Linked DNA regions of Mus musculus: all the other regions are linked to region 2. The links are chromatin contacts, called in public ChIA-PET, Hi-C and promoter capture Hi-C maps. All regions are on one chromosome and are shown on one strand. Each heading gives the region's core, a stretch centred on a gene start, on an enhancer-like site or on the middle of the called end of the contact. The rest is flanking DNA. Distances are from core to core; before and after follow the strand shown.

Region 1 (2,700 bases), core at 198-2,697, 370 kb before region 2:
AGAGGAGGCTGGAGGATTTCAAGATTACATACTGGAGTTCTCTCTCAACAAATAAATAAACCCCATAGGGGCTGGAGAGATGGCTCAGCTGCTAGGGCACCTAAACTGCACAAACATCTTGATCTTTAGCACTAAATAAACCAGCATGGTGGCACATACATATAATCTCAGGACTCTTGAGGTGGGGGGCAGAAGAATCAGAAATTCAGCCGGGCATGGTGGCGCATGCCTTTAATCCCAGCACTCGGGAGGCAGAGGCAGGCGGATTTCTGAGTTCGAAGCCAGCCTGGTCTACAGAGTGAGTTCCAGGACAGCCAGGGCTACACAGAGAAACCCTGTCTCAAAAAAAAAAAAAAAAAAAAAGAATCAGAAATTCAAGGTTACTCTTGACTACACAGAGTTCAAGGCCAGCCAAATCAGACCCCTTCACACACCAAAGAGAGGGGGAGGGAAGATCAGATAAAATTAGATTCACCTGGTCATGTAAGCATAGCGGTGCAGACAACCAGCAATCCAGACCTCCGGAAGCCAGACAGGGAGACTCTGAACTCAAGGTCATCCTTGGCTACACAGAGAAGCCTTGTTTACAAAAGAATAGGATGGCGTTTGAGATGGCTCAGCTGGTTAGGTGGCTTGCCACCAAACTGGATGGCCTGAGTTCTATCCACAGAGTGAAAGGAAATCGCAACTCCCTTGAGTTGTCTTCTTACTTCCACACTCAAACACAAAAATAAATTAAGAAAACTAAAATAGGAGCTGGAGAGATAGCTCTGTGGTTAAGAGCACTGTCTGCTCTTCCCGAGTTCGATTCCCAGCAACCACATGGTGGCTCATAGCCACCTATAATGGGATCTGATGCTCTCTTCAGGCATGCAAACAGAGCACTTATATGTATAAAATAAATAAAATATTTCTTAAAAGTAAAAAATTAAAATACATATATATTGAAAAAGCGAAAAATAGCCACATGACATGGACATGGCACACACCTTTAAAATTTTTTTCTTAATTTCCAGACAGGGTCTCACTCTGAAGTCACTATGTACTATATAGACCAGGCTGGCCTCGAATTGCAGTGTTGCTTCTGAGTGCTAGAATTAAAATCATGCAACACCACGGCCCAGCCCAGCACACATCTTTAGTCTCAGTACTCAGGAATCAGAATCATGTGGATCTCTCTGAGTTCGAGGTCGCCCTGCGCTGCATAGGGTGAGTCAGGAGTGAGACCCTTACTCTAAAAGACAAAAGTCAATTCATATCAATAATGGTAAAGGGAGAGAAAGACACAGGAAAAAAATGTAGGCAAAATACGCAGTGTAGCAGGAGGCTCATCCACGTTCAATAAAAAAGATAAACGCTTATTAGCCAGGTACCGCCCAGGTATGGGCGGACCCTCCATCAATACTTGAGGTTCATTGGTTAAAAGAGAACCGCGTCTCTGGGGTTTGCTTCCCGGCACCCGGCTCTGGCTCTCCGGTGTCGGGGCTTCCGGCTGTCAAGTGGAGCTGATCCACAGCCTCAGGCTTCGGGACCTGGCGCTGATGGCGGCGGAATCGCCTTCGTGACGTACCCGGCGCACATACGACGTCATCAGCCACCGCCGCGAGCGTCCGTACCGCAGCGACCTCGGCGCTGCGAGAGGTCCTCCGAGATGCTGCGGTTGTTCCAGGCCGCTTCCCGGGCCTCGCTTCGACTCTCTGGCTCCCGGGTAGGGCACTGAGCTGAGGTCAAGGCCGGAGGTCAAAGGTTGAGAACCTCCGAGAGCACCTCTAACTCCCGCCTGTCATTTTCCAGGTCATCCACTCTCTAGCGGAAGGCGCGGAGCGGCCGGCCGAGATTTCAGAGCCGCGAGATAGCGCTGGTGAGACGACCGGGACCTTGACACACAGAGTGGGGGGAGATAGCACAGAAGGTACTGAGCTTTGATCCTGACCCTTGACCGCTCATTTGTCACCCCCCGCCAGGTCTCCTAGATCCTGTTTTGCGCAAGTGTGAGCTCCGGATCCCAGTGCACCGGCGTCCGGTGCAAGCCTGGGTCGAGTCTCTCCGAGGCTTTGAGCAGGAGCGCATCGGCCTGGCGGAGCTGCACCCCGACGTGTTTGCAACGGCGCCTCGGTGAGTGCAGGGTGCAATGGGAGGAACTTGCCGTGGTTTCTCCACTTGACAAAAGGGGTGATCAGTTTCGCTGCTACAGGGCTGGAAGGCGAATGACTCAACCCTGCTGTCACCCTGACCTATTACATCCTGCCTTGCTCTCTTGTGCTTGGGTCTCCGTTTTGTCAGACCTCAAGAAGTTAGGTGACAGCCGGGTGGTGGTGGCTCATGCCTTTAATCCCAGCACTTGGGAGATAGAGGCAGGCAGATTTCTGAGTTCGAGGCCAGCCTGGTCTACAAAGTGAGTTCCAGGACAGCCAGGGCTACACAGAGAAACCCTGTCTCAAAAAACAAAAACAAAAACAACAACAACAACAACAACAAAAGAAGTTGTGTGACGACTAGGTAGATTAATCCACAACAGAGAAAATTCTCTAGAAGTGTTTTTTATTAGGGCTGGAGGTGTGCACTGTTAGAGGGCTTGCCTGCATGCACCTTGTCCTGGGTTCCCTTCTATAGCATACACATGTCCTGGTAACCCACACCTCTAACCCCACCAGCACTGTAGAGGTGGAAATAAGAGAATCAAGAAATTAATGGTCAAGG
Region 2 (2,700 bases), core at 183-2,682:
ACATACAGACAGACACTGAGAAAGGCTGAAAGAAAAAATAGTTTACTAACGTCTGTCTGCAGGGGCTGGGGAGGCGCCTCAGAAGTAACTCCAGTTCTGGAAGATTCAACACTCTCTTCTGACTTTCAGTGGACCCTGGCACATATGTGATGCACAGACACAACCTGTTGCAGACATACACGCAGTCAAAACACTAAACACATTAAAAAAAGGAATTAAAAATCCATCTGAAAACCCTCAGGCAAACCGTATTAACCATGTCTACCACTTGGCGGCGCTGTTAGAACAGGTGTGTCATTTAGAGCGTATTCCAGATCAGAAGCACCTCAGGTCTCCTACAAATGGGTTCATTTAGAACTTTTTCCTCAAGTTCAGACTTTGGTGAGGTAGGTCTCTAAAACCTAGGAAGGAAGAAAAAAAGCCAGACACCAACTCTGATAGCAGCAATAAATCCCTATAGATGGACACCAGATATGAAGAGCTCCGGACCTGGGAGTTTGAGAGCTTTGTTCTGTTCATCCTTGCCTGGAATTTGCCTGTTTTGTGTGTGTGGTACGGGGGTCTGACCCACGGCCTCCTATGCTAAGGACTCTTTTTCTTTTTTTTTTTTTTCGAGACAGGGTTTCTCTGTGTAGCCCTAGCTGTCCTGGAACTCACTTTGTAGACCAGGCTGGCCTCGAACTCAGAAATCCTCCTGCCTCTGCCTCCCAAGTGCTAGGATTAAGGCCTGCGCTACGGCTGCCCGGCGCTAAGCACTCTTAACACAGGGGCAATCTATTAAACCCTCAGTTGCCTAGTGACATGGTCTTATTTGTAATCTAGCGATATCAAAGTGGAGGCAGAATCTTCGAGTTTAAAGCCAGTGTGGGTAAAATAGCAAAACTGTATCTCAAAAATACAAAAATGAGGAACGGTGAGATGGCTCAGCAGCCTGACAGCGTGAGTAGGAGCCCTGGACCAGTGTTGACAACCGCATGTGCCAGTCTTTCAATGCAGTGTGGATCAAGGTACGGAGACTGACTTCGAATCATGGCGCACGCGCACTCCCAGGAACGCACACGAACTGGAGTCGTCAGAAGGGCCCACCCCTGCTCCATTGCGTCACGTGATAACGGTCGCTCGGAAAAAACCGCCTTTGGAAAAAACAAACGAAATGGATGGGCTCCCGTCAGGTGATTCGGGTCTACCAATAGTGAAAACGAGTCAAGAAACAACAAGAAAGGCCTGTCACGTGATGGAAGCGAAGCCAACCACGGTCACGTGGCCGACCAAACCCGTGAGAGAACTGGCCCGACGTTGACGTCACGCCAACAGACCCAGTCGCTAAGTCAACGTCACGTGATGTGCCCTCCCCCGCCCCTTTCGTCTCACCCGCCTACTGGGGGTTGGGCCTAGGTGGATCGCCCACGTGATGCGGGGGCGGGCCGCTGCCAGTCACGTGGCCCTGCACCTCCCCGGCGCGCGCCCGCCCGCCCGCTCGCTCGCCCCCGGTCCCCGGCTCCTCCTCCTCCTTTTCTCGCCATTGCAGTTGGGACTGAAGCAGCCCCGGCGAAAACCGCGTGGCTTTTTTTTTTTTTTTTGAGGGGGGTTGTGAAGACTCCGGAAGGCTCGTGGCAGGAGGGCGGCGGCGCCTGAAGGCGAAGGACGGGAACACCGGCAAGGTAAGTGGCAATGTGGCGTCTCCCGCCTCCGCCCCTCCCCCCTCCCGTTCTCCCACTTGTCAGCGATGGCTGGGCCAAGAGGACGCTAGTGACAGGTCTGTTGCCATCCCGCCGACCCTCCCCTTCGCTCGGCTCTTCCATCTCTCAGCGTCTCGCTCCTTCCTCCTCCGGCCTCGCTCCCGCGCTTGGCCGTTACTCTTCCCCCATTGTGCCGAGGAAACAAAATGGCGGAGGCAGTGCCCCCGTGCGCGCGCATCCATTCTCCCCCCTTCGTGGCCCCCTCGGCCCAGGCCTGGGCGCTGCCCCCGGGGGGTGCGCACGCACTGTGGTACTCTCCCCTCTCCACGGGCCGCTTACTTTCCCCCAGCCCGAGCTTTTGTCTGTTGCTTTGGCCTCGCGCACGCGCGCACGTGTTGGAGCACACACCCCCTCATATCTAGAGCATCCCAGCCGGCGCAGAAGGGAAAATCTCCTTCCTTTACCCGCTTTACCTCTTTGTTCAGGTACATCCCTGGCTTCTAGGAGGATGCCAGGTTCATCCCAGTTCCTATGGCGGGAAACATGTCTTCTTTGTCCTGAACACGGTCCTGAACAGGGTCCCTGGAAAAGGAGACATGTAGGACTTCTTTCGTGGTTCTCCCTCAGGTTTCTGTGGGTGGGATACTCTGCTGGTTGATTATAGAGTTCTACCACTATTCTACGAGTGGTAGCTAGTGCAGTCACTCAGCCTGCGAAATGAAGTGTGAGGAACAGCAGCAAAGGAGAAAGGCCACTGCAGGTACCACTGCTCTTGTCCAGTAGAGCTGAGAGGTCTTTGACCCTTAGCTGACATGTTGTGGTAGCTCCTGGTTGCTGAGGTATGTGAATGGGATCTGCAGGCCCTAGTTTTGTTTTGTTTTTTTGATTTTTCGAGATAGAGTTTCTCTGTATAGCCCTGGCTGTCCTGGAACTCACTTTGTAGACCAGGCTGTCCTGGAACTCAGAAATCCGCCTGCCTCTGCCTCCCAAGCGCTGGGATTAAAGGCGTGCGCCACCACGC
Region 3 (2,700 bases), core at 115-2,614, 490 kb before region 2:
GTCCGCGAGCGCACCACCCTCCGCCGCACGCCTTTGCAGCGCGCGCAGCAGCTCCTCGTGGCGACCCAGGCGCATGCGCAGCGTGGCCAGTTCGCTGTCTTGGGTGGCTTCTGAGCTCCTGCAGACGGCGCTAGTTGCCTTCTGCGGGGACAAAACTAGGGTGACGCGGCAACGCGCGGCACCTCCGAGCGCCCTCCAAGCGCCCAGCAGAAGCAGCAGTTGCAGCTTGCGTAGCCTGGCGGTCCCCATGGCCGTCACCTGCAGTGAAGAGGAAAGAGACTACTGTTTTAGCCTAGACGGGTCCCAAAGCTCCAAGGTAGCCAAGGAGAGCTAAAGTATTGATCCCTGGGCGTCACTTCCTACGGTTGTACTCCACAACAGAGCTGGGCTGCAGCTCGCAGCGCAGATTGTCCGTTTACCACAGTTCATACAACAACCAGAATCATTTTACACCCCAAATCCCTCTCCATCCTCGGTTCCGGACACTTGGACCTGGTCACCTCTCCCCTCAGAACCTTCGGTGGCCCCCACTTAAAGAGAAAACTTCCATTTTGCGTGGGGGGCGGGGCGTGCAGGGGATGGAACATCCATCACTCATGCTGGGCCCCTCTTTTCTAATTTGAGACATGGTGTCACTAGTAGCCCAGTCTGTTACCGAACTAGGTTAGGATGCTACTGCCTGGGCCTCTTCATCCCTAGATGGCTTGTGTGTGCCACCATACCAGGTTAATATTCGTGACTCCCCACTCCTGCCCTGCAGAATTCACACCCAGGGCCCTATGCCACCACTCCCAGGCACTCGGGCACACACTTGGACCTGCTCAGAAGAAACCACAAGTGCAAAGGTCCTGGAATTGGATCTCATTTCAGATGTGCTGAAAAGAAGACATAGCAAAGAGGCCTGTGGGGTGGCATAGAAGGGAAGTGAGAGAGCCGTGGAAACTTCTGAGCTAGAGGCAAGGTACATCAACTACAGTGGCTGCTCATCAGGCGTCAGCTCCCAAGCACTGGGCAGTCTTGGGCACATGTGGCCGCCTTCGTTGGCAAGCTTGGAGTAAATGAGAGACCTGGGAGCCTCCCTGTGCCCCCCCACACACAACGTATACACACACACACACACATACACATACATACATACGCACATACATATACATGCACATACATAGACAACATACATACACACCCGTACACACACAATCAAGACCAGATGCACTCTACAAACAGCATCTACCTACATCCACTCCTACCCACTCTCACCTCTCACAGCCCAGACGCTGGCTCCAGTGAGGTTTGCGGCAATTCCACAAAATCTGAGGAAGGCCTGAAGGACCAGGACGAAGGACCGGGAGTCCTTCTGGGTGAGTATCTGGGTGCAGGAGACTGAAAAGACAGAAGCCGAGAGAAGACTTGGAAACCACCCATCCCCCAGAGCATGGATGGAGCCTGGGAGCACAGCAAGTGTAAATATTTAGTATTTCCAGTGTGAGAACCCTGGGCAGAATAGCCAGATCCCCTTGCCCAGGCCTCCGGAGCATGATAACAGAGGCCACTGCCCTACGAGTCTCTTCCTTTCTCTCAGGCTCACAGAGCATGGGAGGCCCTAGGCCCTGGTAGACTTGTGGGCTCCAGACTCAGACAACCATGACAATGATGATGTATCAGTGAGTACCCTGATGCCTGGCGCTGGGGACACCCTTAAAGGGGTAAAACTTTCTCATTTAACCCCAGCAGCCAGTAGAGGTGTGAGCCCCTGCCTAGAATCCCCCAGTGAGGGGCTGGGGGTGTAGCTCAGTAGTAGGACACTTACAAAGTCCTTGGTACCCAATATTGCCAGAAGAAACAAAACCTTAGGATGTGGTAGCACAGACTTAATCACAGTACCTGGGAGGCAGCAGCAGTTGGAGCTCTGTGAGTTCCAAGCCAGCCAGTGAGCCCCTGTCTTAAAAGGGAGTGGGAGTGGGTGTTAGATCGGAACTGATGAAGGCAACATGGAAATAAAAGCCAGCATCAGCTCAACAGAGCAGGCAGTCCTTTACTAGAGAAATGGAGATTGTACGAGGGGCAGGGGGCTTGGAATGTTAGAGGACACAAAAGGGAACATTGCGGAGGAAGATTTTATCTGAGGGTTGTTTTATGTTGACTTATTAGTCGTTAGTCTTCTCCTGGCTCCTGCCTGCAGATGCTCTCATTACTATGTTGGCTTTCTTGTCAGACAAGATGTTTCTGTCCATATGCTACCCAGCAAGTTTTGGAGCTGTCCGAGGCTCTTTGCTTTAGATCCTTGTCTTAGTCATGGTTCTTCTGCTGTGAAGAGACACCATGACCAACTTATACAAGAAAGCATTTAATTGGGGGCCTGGTTACAGTTTCAGAGGGTGAGTCTATAACCATTATGACAGGGAGCATGGCAGCAGACAGACAGATAGACAAACATGATCCTGGAGCAGTAGCTGAGAGCTTGCATGCTACACATAAGCAGGAAGCAGAGGAGTGACCTTTTTGTTTGGCTTCAGACCCTGGGACAGGGGACAGTGTGTGTGTGTGCACACACACACGCGAGCATGCACATGTTTTGCATACCAAAGCAGACCTGGCTTCTTTTTTTTTCTTTCTTTCTTTTTTGTTTCTTTGGTTTTTCAAGACAGGGTTTCTCTGTGTAGCCCTGGCTGTCCTGGAACTCACTTTGTAGACCAGGCTGGC
Region 4 (2,740 bases), core at 13-2,512, 280 kb before region 2:
GGGTGCAGGGGCCACCCAAACTCCCTCATGTTGACAGGGCTGCTGTTTTGAATGCTGGCTTCCAGGGCAAGTTGCCTGGCTTCCTTGCACCAAATGACCTGTGTATGAGCCCAAGGAGATAGGGCTGGCAGTTCCAGATATGCAGGACACCATGCACACAAGTGTCTATTCCTTGTCTGGTCCTTTATTGTGTTCCCCAACACCTCTGCAGCTTCACTAGCCATGTGCCTATAGAGCAGGGGGTACTAGGGTGAGCCAGTGAGCAGACAATTTAGCAGCAATCAGAAAGGGCCTATCCCACCACCACCGGGCAGGGCAACAGAGATACCACTTTCTTGGGTCCAAAGAGCATTGCACACCCTGCTCTACATGGGTTCCCAATAGAAGGGCAGTCCCGGCAGACAAGATTAGCCACAGGGAAGTGCCACAGAATACAACCCCCGCCCCCCACCGCGGCATGTTCATGTCGAAAGGAGACTTCATTTTCCCAAATCAATTCTAGTAGGCATTGAGGGATGCAGCTCCAACTTCCGGGTCTACCTCTAAAAGGTGTCGATTATGCTTGATAAGAAAAGCCATGCTCTTAATTCTGAAACTTCCAGATTTGAGCTCCTGTCACCCGAAGGCAGAGGAGGGAAACAACCCTCTGAATATGCATGGGTCAGTTGGAATCTATTTCAATCAATCTATTCACAGTCTCCCGTACATATTTCAGCAGGGCCACAGCTGCCTGCCCCTTCCAACTACCTGCAACCTTCAACCACTTGGCCTCTCCCAAGTCCGATGGTCGCCCCTAGCAACGTCGACCAGCACTTTAAAGTGTTTTCTTTTTTTTCTTTTTCCTAACCATGCCCTTTCCACTTCGTTCTTAATGTTTCACGACCCTGGGAGAGGATATGACACTGGGGAGAGCCCCCACTCACAGCAGCGTTGGTACCGCCCGGTTTCCACCCCCCCGCCCGCGTGCGCGCGCACGCGCACCGTGGTGTTTCCCGCCACGCTCTCACCCCCACCCCCCATACCTGGTTGGTCACGTCCCCCGGGAGGCCTCGGATCAGTATCTTGCGGCGGTTACGGAACTGGCGCTCAGTGTGTTCCAGGCGTTTCCGGATCTCTTCCGGATCGAGCGGCGGCAACTCTTGTTCGGGCGCCCGGCGATCGACGGTCTCGGGAGTTTCCGCTTCGGCCTCCGCCTCTGGGCTCAGCGGCGGCCGGTGAGTAACGGACACGTCGGCCGCCATCTTGGGAAACCCGGCGCCTTCTGGGACCAGCGAGCTCAGGGCGGAGCGACATAGAGCGGCAAGGAGGTCGCGTGTAGTGATTGGTTGGTGGAAGCCCCGCCTCTCTCCCGGCCCCTTTCAGCGTATTGGCTAGAACCAGCCCCGCGAGCGTTGCCCCCTTCCCCTGACTCTGGGCCATTGAATAAAAGGGCGGAGCTGCAACATGGAGCCGCCTTACAAGGCAGGATTGAGAATAGGCAGGCGTGAATCCCTAACACCGCCTTAAGAGTTGGTCAGGTGCACACACCTGTAATCTAAGCCCTTTAGAGGGGAAGGCAGATCTTATGATGTCATCCACAGTTACAACGGAAATCAAATTCATGAGGATCCTGTCTCAAAAGAGAAAATGAAACGACAGACAAAAATTAGGTGTACTGATGTACGCATGCAATTCCAGCACTTTAGAAATGGAAGCTGCCAGGCAGTGATGGCGCACGCCTTAAATCCCAGCACTTGGGAGGCAGAAGTAGGTGGATTTCTGAGTTCGAGGCCAGCCTGGTCTACAGAGTGAGTTCCAGGACAGCCAGGGCTACACAGAGACATCCTGTCTCGAAAAACCAAAATGGAAGCTGCAGGACTTGAAGTTCAAAGTCATTCCCTACTATACAACTCAAGTTTGAGATAAACCTGATTCAAAAAAGAAAAACAAACAACCAAATAACAACGACAAATGCTGGCATTATTTTCAGCACTCTGAAGGCCTAAGCAGCCTGGTCTACATAGTAAGTCAGGGTTTCAAAAAACAAAGAAAAAAAGGACTAACTGCTAAGCATGGCAACCCCTGAGTTTCATTTCCAGCAGACTTGGTAGGGGTAGTAGAGATAGACAGCACAGGAAGCAAAAAGTTAAACAGGAGCTGGGGAAGGAACTGGCAAAAGACACAAGGAAGAAAAGATCAGCAGTTTATAATGACAGACATGGATCTCTCTAGCACCAGAAAACTACTTTCAGGAGTCTATGGGCAAGTGCTAATGTGTGTGTGTGTTTGTCTTTCATGACAGGGTTTCTCTGTGGCTGTCCTGGAATAACTTACTCTGTAGACTAGGCTGGCCTTGAACTCACAGAGATCCACCTGCCTCTGCCTCCAGAGAGCTGGGATTAAAGGTGTGCACTATCATGCTGAAAGTTTTATTTTAAAGATTTATTTTTATATTTTTTAATGTGAGTACATTTAATGTGTGTCACTCTCTTCAGACACACCAGAAGACGGCATCGGATCTCATTACAGATGGTTGGGAGCCACCATGTGGTTGCTGGGAATTGAACTCAGGACCTCTGGAAGAGCAGTCAGTGCTCTTAACCACTGAGCCATCTCTCCAGCCCTTGAAGGTTTTATTGATCTGGAACTTGATACGGCCCAATCCTCCTCTCAGTCTGGACCTTGGTCTTCCCCTGTCTCAGGACAACTTACCCTGGGCTGTATCTTTGGACGACAGTGTGCTGAGAGACACAGAGGTACT
Region 5 (2,700 bases), core at 82-2,581, 290 kb before region 2:
CACAATTTCCAAGAGAGCACAGATTCTAGCAGCTCAGTAAGGGCTGCTCCAAAACCTAGTTTTATTTTAGTGTTAATTTAAAGAAAGATTTTTAAGTGTTTCCATGTGTCTCTGTGTGGGTTGTGCATGTGAGTAGGTGCCATGGAGGTGAGGTAGTGTGCCCGGCACTACTGGTACAGAAGGCTGTGAATTGCCTGGCACAGAGCTGGTGGTAGGAAGAGAACACAGGTCTTCTCACAAGCCGTCTGCAGTCTTCAGCACTGGCGACCTTTCCAGTTTCATTATTGCCATCTTACTGGCGTTAGCGCAAAGGTGGTAAAACAGTAGAGACAACCTGTATTCTCAGAACTGAGAAAGCTAAGGCAGTATGATCAGCCAGCAGGTTTAAGGGTAAGTCAGAGACTCTGTCTTAACCATTTTGGCACTAAAGAGGTGGAGGCAGGGGCATCACTATTGTGAGTTTGAGCCTAGCCTGGTTATATAGCTGATTTCAGAACAGCCTGAATAACATGGACTCCATCTCAGTTCTTCCCATCCCACCTATTTGGTGATATGGTAGGCAGCACATGCCTGTAGTCTCAGGACTCAGGAAGTGGAGGCAGTAGGTTCACTGCAATGAGTTGGAGGCTAGCCGGGATTACATACTTAAGTTCCTGGACAGCCTGATTCACAGAGTGAGATCGGACCCACCCATACACCACCTAAACAAAAGTATTGGATTGTGGTAGTGCACACCAGGTCCCAGGAGGGTCAGCAGTTCAAAGTCATCCTCTGATACATAGTAAGTTCGAGGCGAGCCTGAGCTATAGGAAACCTCTCAAAATTACAAAAAGGTATAAGAATGCCAAGGATCTCCCTAGTTTCATATGACCTACCTTCCAGGTCCACCCCGTGGCGCTGGGCCAGGTATAGAACATTGTCCCCGACTTTGCCCCTCACCGGGATCCGCTTGCCAGAGCGGTCCACGAACACCACGTTGACCCTGGGGACAAACAGGGTGCAGGTGCTGAGCCGGAGGCAGGGAGTGGCAGGGAGGGGCAGGGCGTGGCACGAGGGGCACTCACACGTCCCGGGGCAGCTCCGGGCTGTCCGCCGCCTCCTCGCCAGCACGCCGCTCGCCTGGAAACACACGAGTGGGTGAGCGGCTGCGGCCTCGCTGCACGCCGCGGCTCGGCCCAGCCCTATGTACCTGTAGTCCCGAACGTCCTAGATGTTACCGCCGCGTGCCCGGCCCTGGGTCCCCAAGATCCCCCGGCCGCCCGTAACAGGACCCGGGCGCTCACGCCCCGGGCCATGGAGGCGGCCATGATAGGCCACGTGACCGGAAGACCTAGCATGCTCTGCGCGTCCTCAGCGACAGTAAACGCAGCGTTTGGGCGCCGTGTGAGGTCAAAGGTGATGCACTGGGATCTAGCTGGACTTCCGGCCTCGCCCTGTGGTTGGATATTTCTTCCCTTAGGTCGTACTGTATGTGTTCTGCTTATATGTACGTATGTGCACCAAGTGGGTGCCTATGGAGCCCAGAAGAGTTGATGGGTAGTGTGGGGCTGGGAACTAAAACTACGTTCGGCAATTGGGACCAACCTCTGAGTTCTCTAATTTTTAGACAGGATCCCCTAGTCTGGCCTTGATCTCCGAATTCCTTTGCTGGAATTACCGGTTATGTGCAACCAGTATTTAAATTTTGTTTGAGACAGAATCTCTATAGACTGAGAAATTCTTAAGTCTCTAAGCAATTCATATAGACCAGGCTGGCCTCCAAGCCCAACTTAAATTTTTAGGGATTGTGTGTATGAGCCCATCCGTGACATGTGTGTAGGTCAGTGGTCAATCTGCGGGAGTCAGTTCTCTCCTTCCACCATTTGGGGCAGAGGGATAAAACTCAGGCTGTCTGTGTTACCAGAATTCTGAGCTAGTTTGCTGGCCCATGGTTTATATCAAGAACCAGCCAGCTCTGATTTTTTTTTTAAAACCGTTTACTTACAAACTTTAATTCAGCAAAGGTCTATGCAGGGGGTGGGGGTGGGGTGAGGGGGTGAGATACACCCACTGGAGTGGGTTTGGGTTATCATGTTTGGGGAGGGAGGCTGGTGGTGGCTCAGCTGGCTAAGGGCAGAGCCCCTAGGTCCCCCTCACATGGACAGAGAGGAGGCCTGCTCCAGTGATCCAGCCTGGGGATGGTAATGACCTGGGTTTGAAAGAACATGGTAGAGGCCCAGTGGCCTGGGTACAATGGTCACCTTTCACAGACAGCAGGGGAGACTGTTGAAGCCAGCAGAAAATACTGGTCTCTGCATCCAGGCTTTGGGCAAAAGGGGTGGTTTGCCAAGATCAAGGCTTTAGCCTTCTGTCCACAGGGCAGACACCTGGAGAAAGGATGAACCCTAGGCCAGAGCTCTTTGGTCCTGAGCGGAGCTTTTGGAGCTCCGCATCTGTGAGGCTCTGACCCAGCAGGACCTGTGGCCCAACTTTAAGGCATCAGAAGGCAAGGATACTGGGGCAGGGGCTGGAGATCTTGGGGCTTAGGGTACTGGCCAGAATAGGCAGGCAGGGGCATGAGACAGCTATACCTGCAGCAGATGACTGGGAAGAGAATAGGGTTAAGCTGTTGGAACCTGCACATGTGGAATAGAGCCTGGGCAGGCCAGACCCTGAAGGAATCAATTTGGGGCTTTTCTGGACGGATGGGGGAGTAGATGT
Region 6 (2,700 bases), core at 32-2,531, 390 kb before region 2:
CAGTAAGACCCGCCTGGCTCAGGCAGCACTCTCCAGCTCCTTATCAGGCCGAGGAATGCGTGGTATCCACACTCGCTTGCGCTGGGGCGGCGCCATCTCTCTCTCCTGAGACCCCGACACGCGCGCAGGATGTCCCTATCCTGCACAAAGCAACAGGGGGTGGCCACATTTCTGCACCCCACCAGAGGCCCCCCACATCCAGATTCCTGGGGCACTGGAGAGAGTAACTACAGCTACTTCATTCCCTCCCCCCCCCTCAGTGATGCTCCCATGTTGCCCCGCAGGGGACAGTAGGCTCTGCGGGTGTCGCCTCGGGCATCTAACAACAAGGATAGGGACGGGGGTGGGGAGGTGGAAATCCCCGGGTGAGTCAACCCATGCTCTAGAGGGGGGCGAGGTCCCAACGCCGTGTAGCCCGCGACAACGCGGACTCCACGCCACGCGTGCCTTCCTTCACTCCTACGCCCCATCCCTGAGCTAGGAAAAGGAGACACCTGGACTTTGCAGTTAATGTCCCTTTCCTTCGATACAAAGTGATTCTTCCGAAAGAGAGACTGAAAGAGAGGGGCAACTAACTGGAAACTGAGGCAAAAAACTAGTCTCACAGGCGGTGGGGCGACGGCCTTCGCCGGGGACCCCGCCCATGAACTCTGAAAGCTTTCCCCGCTCGCTCGTCCGTAGCACCTTTCATCCTAGCCGGAGACAGAGAAGAAGGGATGCTGCACCTCTCCCCAACAACCTCACTGCCCCAAACCCTGCTTCCTGAGAACCCCCATCCAGTCTTGCAAAGTCTCCAGCTCAAAGCGCTCGGATTCCGCCTTTCTCTTCAGCGCCAACTTCCTGCCCGAAGGAAGGCGGGGAGCTCAGTCTGGGGGTGCGCCACTGAGTAGGTGGCGAGCTGCCTGGAGTAGTGGGCAGGGGCGCATGGTAGATGATCTGTTCCCTCGGTGCAGCAGAGCCTGGAGCAGCGCGTGCAACGCCTGTACGAGCGCCTGACCCCGGACCGGGCCCCCCAGCTGGGATCTCAGGGTCTCCGTGAACCGCGGCCGCCCAGATCGGAACCTCCCCTCTGCCCCGCGCGCTCACCTGGCTAGGCCGGCCGGGGTCCCTGCCCTGGCCTGAGTGGCCTTGGCGTCTGCGCCCCGGGACAGCCAGTGGTTGGTTTTGGAGACTGTTGGCTGTGCTCGGTCTATGTCCCGGAGTTGGGGACCCAGGACAAGAGAGAGGCGGGCAGAGCCGCTGCCTCCGGCCCCAACTCCCTGCTCGCCCCGCCCTCCTCTCCTCCTCTTTCCGGCGGCGACTTGCAATGAATTCCAGATGTGGCCCGCCAGTTAGCCAGGGCGCGCACGGGGGAAGAGCAGGGCCCCTTTGTCCACACCCCCACACACACACTCCTGCCCTGCTCCTCCCAACCCCCACTCGTGAGAACTGCCGTGGCATGATGTCACGGCCGCGTGACGTCACAGCTCTCTTAACCCAGGTGACCTAGTACTGAAACAACTGTATTCCATTTGGCTTAGCGCCAGGCTAATGCTTGGGACCTGGAAATGGAGGAAATCACACTTACCTACTATGTGAGAACTCAGCAATTCAAGATTAAGCACCTACTATGTGTTTCTACAAGAAATAAATTCCTACACTGTATCATACCCAGCCCCCCAAACAGAAGACTTGGTAAGAACTCCCAGATCCAACTGGGCTTTGTGGCACATATGCCTGTCATTCCAGCATCTGCCACCTGGGAGGTGGGAAGATCAGGAGTTCAGGGTCCTCTTAGCAACCTTAAGCCACTGCCTGCTCAAGACCCTTTCTGAAAAACAACAGGCAGGGATGTGGAGGCAGGTGGTTGAGTGTTTGCCTAGCATGCATCCTCAACACTGCAAAAATATGGAATGGTGGCTTGGGCCTCTAATTCCAAACTTGTGAAGTAGAAGCAGGAGGTTTGTTTTAGAGTTCAAGGCCAATCTGGATCACATGATCCTGTTGGCTCCTTCCCTCCAAACAACTCAGGGTGAAAAAAAAATCCAAAATTAGAGTGAGTGACAGAAGGTCAGCTGTCCAGCTCCACTAGGCAGGGAGGGGAAAGGGCTTGTCTGGAAGCCTGACCTGAGGTCAGTCCCTGGAAGCAAAGTTGGCCTCTGACCTCCACAGGGCACACTGGCATTGCTGCACCTACATTCATTCACTGATACATGTACAATAATAATAAATGCATTTAAAAAAGAATAACAAAACCGGGCGTGGTGGTGCACGCCTTTAATCCCAGCACTCGGGAGGCAGAGGCAGGCGAATTTCTGAGTTCAAGGCCAGCCTGGTCTACAGAGTGAGTTCCAGGAGGCTGTGAGTTGTCAGTGGGTAAGGCCTTGCCTGGGACCCACAAGGTGGAAATTGAGAACCAATTCCTGCAAGTTGTCCTGTGACCTCCAAGGCCTGCTGCTGAGGCACATGCACACACCCACGTACATGTACACACCCACGTGCATGCACGCACATGGGTATAAAGTTAAAATTAATAAATTTTTAAAAGGCGCTAAAGAGGTGCCTCTAATGGTCAAGAGCACTTCCTGCTCTTGCAGAGAACAGAATGTCCCAGCACCCACAGACCTGACAACTTCTGAGTCCAGCCCCAGGGGATCTGACCCTTTCAGCCTCAAGGGCCCGTGTACACACATGCACATACCCACAATTACACATAATTAA
Region 7 (2,700 bases), core at 15-2,514, 360 kb after region 2:
TCCATGGCAGACAGCCTTCTGGTTTAGCCATCCAGTGTCAAGAGGGGAAAAAGGCCACATGTGGTTGGTTTTGCTTCGAGGGAAGAGATGCCCTTCTGTGTGTTCAACTCCTTGTAACAGGATAAAGCGGTACCAGCAGGTGCCTAAGGAAATAAACCAAAAATCAACATTTCTGTCAACACAGGAAGGAACCCATTGATTCTCAGATGAATTATTTAAAATAATTTCAACTTTAGCTTTGAAACAGGGTCTCTTGACAGGTGGTAGTGGGGTGGTAGTAAACACTCAACATTTAATCCCAGCACTCAGGAGTTAGAGGCAGGCAGATCTCTGAGTTCTAGGCCAGCCTGGTCTACAGAGTCCAGGACAACCAGGGCTACACAGAGAAACCTTGTCTTGAAAAACAAAACAAACAGAAACAGAAACAAAACAAAAGAAGAAAAGGAAAGAAAAGAAAGAAAGAAGGAAAGAAGAGGAGGAGGAAACAGAATCTGTGTAGCCCAGGCTAGTCTGGAACTTGCTGTCCAGACCAGTTTGGACTTTGCTCACAGAGATCTGCCTGCCTTCTTCCTAGTTTCAGTGTTACCATATCTTGCTATGGAATTCTTCCATTAATAATTATAATTATTCTAACTACTGGGTCCTACCCCCCAAACCAAGTAATGTTTCTTCTTTCTAATTAATTAATTAGTACAGGGGAGTGTGTGTGGAAGTTAGAGGACAATTTGCTGGAGTTGGTTCTGGTTCTCTCTCCTTCCAGTATGTGGATCCCTGGGATCAAACTCAGGTCTTCAGGCTTGCACCCTCACCCACTGAGCCAACTCGCTCACCCGCACACGCCGCCGCGTTTTATATACATTTCTCGCTGAGTGTTTGTGTTTATGGACGGATCCAGATAAAACCTGCAACTGTACTTGGGTCAGAAATCTATGTGCCCATTCCTAGACAGGAAAGCAAACTTGCTGCAAGAAGTGTAGGGGTCGGGGGTGGGAGGGGGCTTCGCATACTTCTGTTTTGCTTTGGAGGTGGAAAGGAAAGCGTCAGAAGGCGACCCAGGGTGTGGAAGGGCGTGGGTCGTCCCTTGAACACTCAAACAGCAACGCGGGCGGCTAAGTGTCCGGGAAGCGGTGAAATTCTGTGGGAGGAATTTGAGGAACTTCCCACTGCTGCGGGAGCTTCAGGGGTTAAAAGAGACGATGTCACATCGGCCGTTCCAAGCTCCTCCCCGCTCAGTGAGGTGAAGATTTTTGAAAATCACCCCATTGCAGACTCCTCCCCCGCCTGGAAACCTCGCCCCTAGTACTGGGAATGACTCTGGGCGTGCGGCGTAGTTTGCAGCCGGGACACCGTGAGGCTTGCGAGCCCAGATTCGCAGCCGAGACACCGTGGGGCCCGCGATCCAGTGTTTGCAGCGGGAACATTTCGGGGTCTGTGATCCGAGTGAGGACGCAACGCAGAAGCTAAGGATGAGCACCGCGGATCTGATGCGTCGCTGGGTCATCGCCCTGCTCCTGGCTGCTGCCGGAGTTGCAGGTAAGGCTTTGCGCCAGGAGCCTGCCCGGGGTCAGGGGCAGCCGTCCTGAACTCGGAGAGCCCCGAGTGGTTTTATTTTTGGTCGAGAAATACAACCATTCGTGCGAACTTGATGTGATGTCCTTCCCACGTGGCTGGAGGGAAGTGTTTTGGAAATAGGGTGCCAGAGCTGTAGGGGGTCAGAGTGGGTTTGGGGAGTCCGGTGGGTGCTCTCCCAAGTCAGAGGTGTCTTTCAGAGCTATGTGTGAGGGAATCCAAGAGGAGGGGTCCCATCATTCGTTTTAAGGGCTGGGGAGACCCAGGCCCAGCTGTTCAACTTTGGGGTCGCTAGTCGTAGTTACAGGACTTGGGGGTCTCCACACTGCACTCAAACCCGGCTACTGCCGCGTGCCCCAAAACTCCGCCCTAACCCCACCTCCCACCGCACCCCCGAGCTCCTATTGGGTGCAGCCGGAACAGGCGAGCCTCGAGCCACTCCCCTCGCCCAATGGAGGAAGAGGATGATGTTCAGGGGCGTGGCTTGCACGACCCTCCCGGGTGGGGTGGGGCTACACATCCGGGCCGGCTGGGTCCTCCTTGTGAGCCTTCAGTCCCTACCTTGTCCCTACTTCCCTGGTTTGGTGCAGATGTGCCTCAGGCAACCCAGACACCCGTAGCTGAGACCATCAGGCAGGGAGGGCCAGGGACCTGGCAAAGACTTTTGCAGGCCTGGTTCGTTCCCACTCTCTGAACGTGTAGGATTGGACAGATCCATAAAGTGGACTTTAGTTTTAGGAGAGGCGTTGGAATTTGGACAGGAAGGGAGATGGTGTTACAATCTCACCAACAACTTCTTTGCAGCACTGGGAAAAGTGCTCCACCTCTCCCTCACTTTATAGACAGGGTCTCATGTAGCCTAGGCTGGCCTATAAGTCACTGTGTAGTCTCTAGCCCCTAATTCTCCTGCCTCAGCTCGGGAGTGTTGGGATGACAGGCATGTGCCACCATGCCTGGATTTGGGGACACCATGGATAGAACCAGGGTCCATGAATGCCTGGGTTACTGCTTTTCTTGCAGTCAGCCTGGCTGGCCAAGAACATTTTAATTGCTTTTTCCTCCTCAGAACCAGCTTCGGTTCTGACCCCACAGGAGCTTGGCAGGAGTGCCCTTCAGTTAGCTGTGAGTAGC

Evidence for each region. Promoter capture Hi-C pulls out the DNA fragments that hold promoters and counts their contacts. Hi-C and Micro-C count contacts between places; a contact is called where the count stands out from the background. ChIA-PET counts read pairs in DNA pulled down with a chosen protein or histone mark. Capture Hi-C pulls out chosen DNA fragments and counts their contacts.
Region 1: a Hi-C map of forebrain shows a contact between it and region 2, with 12 times the contacts expected there. The contact joins the promoter of Mrpl4 here to the promoter of Ilf3 in region 2. A contact is called at or near these places in 2 of 39 promoter capture datasets (neural stem cells and second pharyngeal arch cranial neural crest), 2 of 484 Hi-C or Micro-C datasets (embryonic stem cells and forebrain), 7 of 115 datasets of contacts at active chromatin or transcription factors (the SCID.adh cell line, bone marrow-derived macrophages, effector CD8 T cells and 4 more) and 2 of 9 other capture datasets (adipose tissue and liver).
Region 3: a promoter capture Hi-C map of erythroid cells shows a contact between it and region 2, with 5 times the contacts expected there. The contact joins the promoter of Angptl6 here to the promoter of Ilf3 in region 2. A contact is called at or near these places in 5 of 39 promoter capture datasets (erythroid cells, hippocampal neurons, liver and 1 more), 1 of 484 Hi-C or Micro-C datasets (CD4 T cells), 1 of 115 datasets of contacts at active chromatin or transcription factors (memory CD8 T cells) and 2 of 9 other capture datasets (adipose tissue and liver).
Region 4: a contact with region 2 is called in a Hi-C map of reprogramming fibroblasts, with 3 times the contacts expected there. The contact joins the promoter of Raver1 here to the promoter of Ilf3 in region 2. A contact is called at or near these places in 4 of 39 promoter capture datasets (cranial neural crest, frontonasal cranial neural crest, liver and 1 more), 2 of 484 Hi-C or Micro-C datasets (CD8 T cells and reprogramming fibroblasts) and 4 of 9 other capture datasets (adipose tissue, liver, macrophages and 1 more).
Region 5: a contact with region 2 is called in a promoter capture Hi-C map of adipose tissue. The contact joins the promoter of Fdx2 here to the promoter of Ilf3 in region 2. A contact is called at or near these places in 3 of 39 promoter capture datasets (liver, pre-B cells and second pharyngeal arch cranial neural crest), 1 of 115 datasets of contacts at active chromatin or transcription factors (embryonic stem cells) and 4 of 9 other capture datasets (adipose tissue, liver, macrophages and 1 more).
Region 6: a contact with region 2 is called in an RNA polymerase II ChIA-PET map of memory CD8 T cells, with 26 read pairs. The contact joins the promoter of S1pr2 here to the promoter of Ilf3 in region 2. A contact is called at or near these places in 6 of 39 promoter capture datasets (cranial neural crest, hippocampal neurons, liver and 2 more), 5 of 115 datasets of contacts at active chromatin or transcription factors (astrocytes, bone marrow-derived macrophages, embryonic stem cells and 2 more) and 2 of 9 other capture datasets (adipose tissue and pancreatic islet).
Region 7: a contact with region 2 is called in an RNA polymerase II ChIA-PET map of memory CD8 T cells, with 37 read pairs. The contact joins the promoter of Ldlr here to the promoter of Ilf3 in region 2. A contact is called at or near these places in 1 of 484 Hi-C or Micro-C datasets (embryonic stem cells) and 2 of 115 datasets of contacts at active chromatin or transcription factors (effector CD8 T cells and memory CD8 T cells).

The regions. Positions count from the first base shown.
Region 1 is chr9:21,001,290-21,003,989 of GRCm38.p6, forward strand. It overlaps Mrpl4 (mitochondrial ribosomal protein L4), which reads left to right and starts at 1,448. Exons shown (of 9, transcript NM_023167.2): 1 at 1,448-1,708; 2 at 1,795-1,861; 3 at 1,965-2,115. The coding sequence starts at 1,652.
Region 2 is chr9:21,366,439-21,369,138 of GRCm38.p6, forward strand. It overlaps Ilf3 (interleukin enhancer binding factor 3), which reads left to right and starts at 1,433. Exons shown (of 20, transcript NM_001042707.2): 1 at 1,433-1,661. Gm36198 (a long non-coding RNA gene) reads right to left here. Exons shown (of 3, transcript XR_870570.3): 1 at 2,153-2,700; 2 at 51-1,133.
Region 3 is chr9:20,878,346-20,881,045 of GRCm38.p6, forward strand. It overlaps Angptl6 (angiopoietin-like 6), which reads right to left and starts at 1,365. Exons shown (of 6, transcript NM_145154.2): 1 at 1,258-1,365; 2 at 1-258. The coding sequence starts at 249.
Region 4 is chr9:21,090,737-21,093,476 of GRCm38.p6, forward strand. It overlaps Raver1 (ribonucleoprotein, PTB-binding 1), which reads right to left and starts at 1,263. Exons shown (of 13, transcript NM_027911.4): 1 at 1,023-1,263. The coding sequence starts at 1,241. Gm38431 (predicted gene, 38431) reads right to left here and starts at 1,272. Exons shown (of 17, transcript NR_038081.2): 1 at 1,023-1,272.
Region 5 is chr9:21,072,200-21,074,899 of GRCm38.p6, forward strand. Fdx2 (ferredoxin 2) reads right to left here and starts at 1,332. Exons shown (of 5, transcript NM_001039824.3): 1 at 1,190-1,332; 2 at 1,065-1,119; 3 at 876-982. The coding sequence starts at 1,307. It overlaps Raver1 (ribonucleoprotein, PTB-binding 1), which reads right to left. Exons shown (of 13, transcript NM_027911.4): 13 at 1,959-2,700. Gm38431 (predicted gene, 38431) reads right to left here. Exons shown (of 17, transcript NR_038081.2): 14 at 1,065-1,119; 15 at 876-982.
Region 6 is chr9:20,975,512-20,978,211 of GRCm38.p6, forward strand. S1pr2 (sphingosine-1-phosphate receptor 2) reads right to left here and starts at 1,282. Exons shown (of 2, transcript NM_010333.4): 1 at 1,087-1,282.
Region 7 is chr9:21,722,312-21,725,011 of GRCm38.p6, forward strand. Ldlr (low density lipoprotein receptor) reads left to right here and starts at 1,265. Exons shown (of 18, transcript NM_010700.3): 1 at 1,265-1,533. The coding sequence starts at 1,467. Gm26511 (a long non-coding RNA gene) reads right to left here and starts at 1,045. Exons shown (of 4, transcript XR_001779098.2): 1 at 1-1,045.